2 separate regions of the Gossypium hirsutum genome follow, and region 1 is linked to region 2. A link is a contact called in public Hi-C data. All regions are on one chromosome and are shown on one strand. Each heading gives the region's core, a stretch centred on a gene start, on an enhancer-like site or on the middle of the called end of the contact. The rest is flanking DNA. Distances are from core to core; before and after follow the strand shown.

Region 1 (4,049 bases), core at 1,009-3,508, 330 kb after region 2:
CTTTTTATAAGGGACCCATGAGTAACAAATAACAATTTTATTACTATCACATTAACCATTTTTTATATGTGATTATCATCATTAATCAAAGAATCCATTTAGATATCTGCAATTTCAAAAAAACATTAGTTCAATTAGTTTGTTGCAAAAAACACATTTCAGTAATTAATTTGTATTTTGGCATTTTTATCTCACTAATAGGAAAAACATTATTAAAATACAGAAATGAGACACCCCAACACAAAGTTGTGAATAACACATTTCGATAATTAATTTCTAAGGTGGTCCACTTTAAATAATTATCAAAACACATAAATATAATAAAATAAATATAGTAAAATAATATCATTACAAAAATACTAAACAGCTTTGTCCTCATCACATTTTTGGCCATACTATTACAATATATAATAAACTTATTTATTCTAGTTCAGGAAATAACAAAATAAAAATATCTCATAAATTTCAACTCAATGGTCTCACCTACATAACAAACAAAAACAAATATGTTAAAAAGCATAAACTATCTAAACATAATAAATGTAAATGTAAAAAAAAACATTCGAATCAAAAAAGAAAACAAAAACATACCTGTTGAGTTTCTTTCAAACAACCTATATTTCTTACAAAAATACCTTACAGAAATAAAAAAAAATCAAAATCTCAATAAATCAAAAATATTTGTAAAATAAATAAAAAAATTAAATTCATACTGAACAAATCACAATAGACACTAAATCACAATAAGCACTAAACTAAACAAATCATTTATAATTATTACTAACAAAATACCTTTAAAATAAATTATTTCAATACTCCCTTCAAAATCCTAAAACAAAAATCTATTCCCTAATCCCCACTATTTTTTTTAAAACAAACAAACACACATACCTTCTCTTTCCTCTTCTCTATTCTCCACACTAATCTATGTGTTTTTCTTTTCTTTTTCCTTCTCCTTTCCTTCTTCTTTCTTTCTCTTCTATCTTCTATACTAATCTTTTTTTTCTATTTTACTTTCTTCCCATTCTCCTTCTCTTCTCTACTGCTCTTTTTTTTTTAACAAACAAAATCTCCCTCTCTTTTTCTTTATCACCAAACTGGGGACCATGGTTATAAGGTCCCCTAATCCCAAACCTTCTCGTGACCATCCCCTAAAGTCCCATCAAGTCAGCTCCCCTGCACCGATTAGACTAGGCGTCTAAGATTGACACTGGTACCACCTGTCAAGAAGGCTTCACTAGAGTGATGCCGCCTATTAGAGAGGCTTCACCAAAGTGGTGCTGCCTAACAACAAGGCTTCACCATAACAGATCCCTTTTGTATTTTGACCCCATTTTCACCTATTGTGACACTTGTATACACCCATATATATCATTTTGGTGCCGCTAATGAAGAACCTTCCACCATTAAAAAATTATTTTTTTTAACTGTCGCTGATAGTTGTCAAAAAATAGGGGTGATGCTGCCTCCACACCACCCTCCACCACCCCAAACAACCCATTTCCATAATTAATGGTGGTAGGATACCATTTTCGAAATTTTTGTTTTATTTCATATTATATGGGTAAAAAAAGCCTAAATTGAGATTTTAGGTGGCGAGTTGTTTTCATGATACCTGCCCTACATCCTCACCCTATCTTTTTCTTTATTTTCTTTTCTTTTATCTTGTAGTTTATCTCCTCGCTAATCACTTAATAAATATCTAACTCAACACACATGCCGCATAACGTCATACAAATTTAAAATTTATTTACCATTACTTATGTCATATTAAAATTGACTTTATTATAATTTATTAATATTATTTATGAAAATATATCATAAAAATAAGTTATCAAATTATCAAAAAATTTCATTTTAAGCACCAAAAATAAAATTTTAAGCACTCATGTTATATAATTTGATCATTTTGATCACTCTTGTTAAAATCACAATAGATGTAAAAGTTAAAAAATTAGAATAATAATAATTTTAGTTTTCAACTTTTACATATTATATCAATTTAATTATTATTTCTAAAAAATAACTCTCAAATTTTACAAATAATCTCAATTTGACTCTAATTTTAAATAATTCAAAGAAATATATAAAAATAAATATTTTCAAAAAATATAATAATAAATTTAAATTTTATATTAATATTAAATGAATACAATTTTATTAATACTAAATAAAATTAAAAATTCCCCTACCTCCCTCCATCATCCCTCCCCCTGCCCCACCACTGTCCCTCTCCCTCTCTATTGTTGCTGCTGCTGAAATACGACGAAAATTACTAGAGGCGGTAGAGTCGCTTGATATCGAATAGCATAAGACGAAAATTAGGCAGCCAAGACGATTATATTTGATGCTTACAAGACACATGCAACTTAACTCTTTTGTTTTTGCATTTGCAACAAAAACAGTAGCGGATGGCATCAATGGAGAAGAACCCTAGTGAAAAGCGAAAAGTGGTGATGAAGAGGAGCATGTCACCAGGGAATCTGCCTTTTGTTATATGTAAGGCTTGAATTGATTTTTTTTTCTTGGGCTTTTTAAGATATGAAGGAATTTGGGTATTGTATGGTAATTAAATCGTGTTTGTTTTCTTGCAGCAAATGAGACGTTTGAGAAAGTTGCTGAAGATTCAACAGCAGCAGCAGCAGAGAGGGAGAGGGGGAGGGACTATAGCGGGGAGAGAGGGAAGTAGGGCGGATTTTTATTTTATTTAATATTATTATAATTATATTTATTTAATATTAATATAAATATTGATATAAAATTTAAATTTATTATTATATTTTTTTTAGATATTTATGTATTTTTTATATATTTCTTTTAATTTTTTAGAATTAGGATCAAATTAATTTTTAAAAATTATGACTAATTGATATAAGTGTAAAACTTGATAGTTAAATTTATTATTATATGGATTTTGTTAACTACCACAATAGTAAGTGCTTAAATTTTTTTTTTATTTTGGGTGTTTAAATTAATTTTTTTATAATTAAATGAATATTTGTATAATTTACTCTAAGAATAAAACAATCAATAATCATGTGTATATTGAAGACAATAATCACATCAAATTAACTAACGTTTAAAAATATAAAATGATGAATACGACAAGTTAGATACAATTAATTTATATTTTCATAACTTTTTATAAAGGAACTATTAATATGTGAGGCTTAATTTATATAGTGTCAACGATAAAGACCTGTACATAAAAGGTATATAAATTTTTCAATATATAATTTTTTTTATTTAAATATCGCATATATTATTTTTAATATATTGTTTATCTATTACTTTATTTTAATTCTTTATTTATATTGTTTGTATATCCGTTAATTTAAAAATTAATATATTTTAATTATAATACTATAAATACGTACATCGCACTCAACCACACTAGTTACAAAATAAATGAAAGTGAATACCCACACATGCGTTTAATTATTATTTTTACACTGAGTTTCTTAAAAATTATTATTTTTAAAAATATTTATTAGATTAGGCTGAAATAACAAAAACGCTTCCAGCTAACTGATTTGTAGGAAAACGCTTCCAGCTGGAAGAGTTTTTAACATATTGCAGAAAAACGCTTCTAATTAGTAACGTTTTTCTTCTTGTCATTTTTATAAGGTTAGGATTTTAGTTTTTTTAAGTAAAGTTAGGGTTTTGTGGATTTTAAGGTTTAAGATTATATAGAATTTTTAATTTTTTTTATATTTTTTAAGTTTTTTTATATATTCTTTAAATGAATTTAGATTTCTTTTTTGTCTAGGTCCATTCTAGTCTAGACTTAAATTTTTATATAATGTATGATAATATCACATTAGCATTAGAAAATTTACTCATTGCCTATGACCACATTATAATAAACTATAGAAACCACGGACCTAATTGATGCATTTTCAACATTTGAAATTTTAATTAAATACATTTCAAAAAACTTAATTGATATATTCATAAAAAGTATAGAAACGTATTTAACCCTTGAAAGGTTAGAACTAAATGACAGAATTCACTTCGATATAAATAAACTTTAAAAATGCTAAAGTCGT
Region 2 (4,055 bases), core at 948-3,447:
ACCAATTTTCCAAAGCTAACGGTAAAAAAGAAGGAAAATAGTTCACCAAGGCCATTATTAAAAGATTATCATAGATGCACTAGGGATTCAAAAGAATGTTTTAATTCATACCTTGTAGTAACATATTCACCTGCTCATGGCTCGACTCAAAGGTTCGTTTGAAAAGCGAAAGGATTTAAATAAAAATATAGGCTCCCAAAATGGGCTTAGGCAAAAAATAAGGCCCATTTTAAAAACAGGCTAGGCCTCAATTAAAATATTTTTGTCCAAGCTCGGCCTGTCCCAACGCAGCCCGAATTCACAAAATGACAAAAAAAATTTATTTATTTTGTTATTTTAATGATATTTTTATTATTTTTTCCCTATTTTGCTACTATTTCACTGTTATGTTATTACTATTTTGTTGTTATTGTTTGGATATTGTATAATATTTGTTTTATTGTTAATTTTGTTTAGAGACATTTTCTTGTTAAGTTACATCTATCTTAGTATCATTTAAGTATATATATTTTAAATTTTATTTTCAATTTGTTCGGAAATATTTTATTTTAATGTTTTTAGTATTTTTGATGTATTATATATATTTAAAAATTATATAAAAAATAATATGGCAGGGTCGGGCCCGGGTTTTAGCATTTTTATCTAGGCTAGGCTTAGGTAAATTTTTAGATCCATTTTTCGGGTCGAGCCGGGCTTAGGCATAGCAAACGGGCCTAAATTTTTACTTGGACCTAACCCGAGATTGGCCCGGGCTAGCCCATGATCATCTCTAGTAACATATAATGGTACCTTCGTATTGTTTCAGATAAAATAGTATATTCGGATAACATATTGTGATAGTTGTGCATAACTAAATCCATAGACATGGGCAAAATCAGAATTTTATTTTATGGGGATCCAAATTAAATTGTAAATTTTACGATAGTAAAAATACAATTTCACTATTTTAATAGCTTATATTTTTATAATTTTAAAGAATTAAAATAAATTTTTTATTATTTTTAAAGGTGATTAAAGTAATTTTATTTTTACTAATTTAAAAATTTTTTAAAAATTAAATAGAAAATTTTTTATTTGAGGGGATGGGCCGCCCTGTCCATAGAATAATAAAATATAATTACAAAATAAAACAAATTTCACCAAATATTTTTACTGTTATGCCCAATTGTAACAACAAACATAAAATAAAATAGTGTCTGAATACTCGTGACTTGCTATGTAATATCCACGACACCATTAATTATTTATCTAATTCTAATCAATTTGACAAAACACTGATAAGATTGGATTGGAAAAATCCTAAATCAGCAACTGTAGATATGATCATTAACACCCTCCAACCAAATTCAATAATTTGGAGTAAAAACTTGAAAGGTACCTTTTTTTTTGGCTGAATGAACATCATCTCATATTCTATGTTTTGAATGCACAAAAAATTGGTGTTTATTGCTCAAAGTATAGCGAAAATTAGTGATTGTGGTCATAGGTAATATTGAAAGCCACTTATTTTTATTTCAAAGAAAATGAAAATGATTTTTATATGGAAATAATTATTTTACCAAAAACTTTGAAACTTTTCATTACTGTAGCTAGTAATTGGGCTGCATTCAAATTTTGTTTTCCATCAGAAAGATGTTCATCCATATCATTGTTTATAGAAATCTTTCTAGTTTTGGAAGGATGCAAAATGACCACTAAGCACTTCTCTTTGCCACCTATTCTCAATTCATAATTAAAACAAATAGAATTAAAATATAATTTTAATGATAAAAAATATATAATTTATGGGAAAATTTTTTGAAATTTGAAATTAAGTTGTATATTTTTATGATAAAAAATATAATTTTAATATTTTAAAATTTAAATTAAATTTTATAATTTTAAGAAATTAAAATATATAAATTTATTATATATTTTATAAATTATAGCCCTGCGAGCTGGTTCGGCCACTAAAGCTTCTCTCAACAAATGGGTTGCATTCATTACTTCTATGAATTGGAATTAAAAGTATAAAGAAAAAGAAAACATGTTTATGCGTTAAGAAAATCAGAGCCACGTTGGTACAACTGAAAGTAAAATCTAACTCAGCCACCCAATATTTCTTTCTAATAAAAAAGGAAAACACGTCAGGGAGTGGGCCTACCCTCACACGGTTTTTGCTGATTAGAAATATAGGAAGGGGTGGGGCGGCCCAGCCTGCACGAGACTCGTGTGCTCCTTTTAGTGACGCAAACCACTCTGTCCCTCACATCTCCCTTCACGTCTACATCCAACCGCCATTACTTACACTTTACATTTACAACATTTTTTTATCATTATAATCCGTCTCCAAAATTTTAGTACAAATATACAAATCCTCTCTGCCGGCTATCATGCCCTCCACACCTCCCATGCTTTCTAAAATATTGTTACTTTATTTTATTTTATTTTATTTATTACACACAATTTCATCTTACATCAAAGACATTGGTTTTTTAATTGAAATGAAAAAAAAAATTCATAGGTAAGTGATAGGATGATGACAGAGTGTAATAAAATTTTTAAAAAATATTATACATAAAAATAAAATATGTGATAAATTTATAACTCTATTTATAAAGTTAAAAAATATACTATTAATATATCAAATACTTACACCATTATTATTAAATTAAATTTATGACTATCATTCATTTTTTATTCCCTTTAATTTTGCAAATGAAATAATATATATTTTTTTACTATTTTGATTTTCAACATCTTGAATTTAACTATAAATACCAAATAACATTTGCTTATCTCCGTAGCAATTCTAAAAAAAATTGTATGAACGAAAATAAAAGCAAAGCTATTAGTACACATTCTATTCTTATTTCTTATTATTCTTTTATAAATATTTTTTTGCCTAAATAAAGAGTACAGGTCAATTTTTTTAATTAGGCCTTCAGGTCGTTTTTAAATTTAATTAGAGAAATAGGCCTACACTTCCAATTGGGCACACTTTCCCTTTCTCTCTAAGGTTAGGGTTTTTTTAGGGTTAAAGTTTTTATTTTTTTGGAGTTAGGGTTTAAGGTATTTTGAAAGTATTCAGGATTTTAGACTGAAATGACGAAAGTTATTAGGTAGTTTTGAGGGGTCGAGGATGTGAGCACACATACATTTCATATGTCATGGCAGGATAGAACCATCACTTTAGAAACCCATCGTGGGGAAATCTAGTTTTGGGGTAATACTGCTTGATACGATCAGGGGTCGAACTCTAGGTGGAGATCGCAATTGGCGATCGTGATTCGGCCATGAGTTCAAGTATAACCGGGGGGCTAGCTGACAGTCATTACGTTATCAGGAGTTCAAGCTTTTTGGATACCCGCAAACAATGCCCTATATATACCATACATAAGATTGGTGCCATAATCATATAGAAAAACTCTGGGAACTTCTGATGTAATCAACGTAATTTTTTTCTTTATTTTCAACCAGTCGATATCTTTAACCTTTCATTCTTGTTCGAAGGCTGACATCGAGGTGGAAACAAAATGGCTCTTAGTTGGAGAGTGGATGTTCTGACATAGTAGAGGTCAAACTTGAGTTAGCGCGATGGGGTTGTAGTTATTAATGGGTTGTGTAATAACAACAATCATCGTCGCCCTAAAAGGATCATCACCTTTACTGCACCACAACAGTCGCTCCCTGCTTGAGAGTCCTCTTATGTCTATGATGGTGCTGACCTTCGAATAAGAAGGAAGGTTAAAGGTACCAATTGCCTAGAAATAGAGAAAAAAATTACACTGATTATAGCGGAAGCCCTAGAGTTTTTTCGTATGAATATGCCATCAAACTTTTGTATGATATTTATAAGACATCATTTTCGAGTATTTGAAAAGATTGAGCTCGTGGCCGCGTAACAACCATCAACTGGCTCCCCTATTATACCTCGATTGTAACACCCCTAACCCGATCTCGTAACCAAAATAAGGTTATAGAGTATTACCAGAGTTTACAAATCAAACGGATATAAATTTCAAACATGTCATATCAAATCATATCCATGTCAAAATCAATTTAAAACATACTTA

What was found. A called contact is a pair of places that touch in the nucleus more often than the background predicts.
Region 1: a Hi-C map of leaf shows a contact between it and region 2, with 2.5 times the contacts expected there. The contact joins two enhancer-like sites. A contact is called at or near these places in 2 of 34 Hi-C or Micro-C datasets (both in leaf).

Annotation. Positions count from the first base shown.
Region 1 is chrA04:28,951,348-28,955,396 of Gossypium_hirsutum_v2.1, forward strand. No RefSeq gene overlaps it. Among protein-coding and RNA genes, the nearest start is that of LOC107948244, 8.9 kb to the right of the region's middle. Within about 2 kb of position 2,259, at least 6 of the 9 cell types and tissues checked have an H3K27ac peak or open chromatin away from gene starts, as enhancers often do. A contact at or near this core is called in leaf, where this site is marked.
Region 2 is chrA04:28,624,289-28,628,343 of Gossypium_hirsutum_v2.1, forward strand. No RefSeq gene overlaps it. Among protein-coding and RNA genes, the nearest start is that of LOC107949284, 26 kb to the left of the region's middle. Within about 2 kb of position 2,198, at least 4 of the 9 cell types and tissues checked have an H3K27ac peak or open chromatin away from gene starts, as enhancers often do. A contact at or near this core is called in leaf, where this site is marked.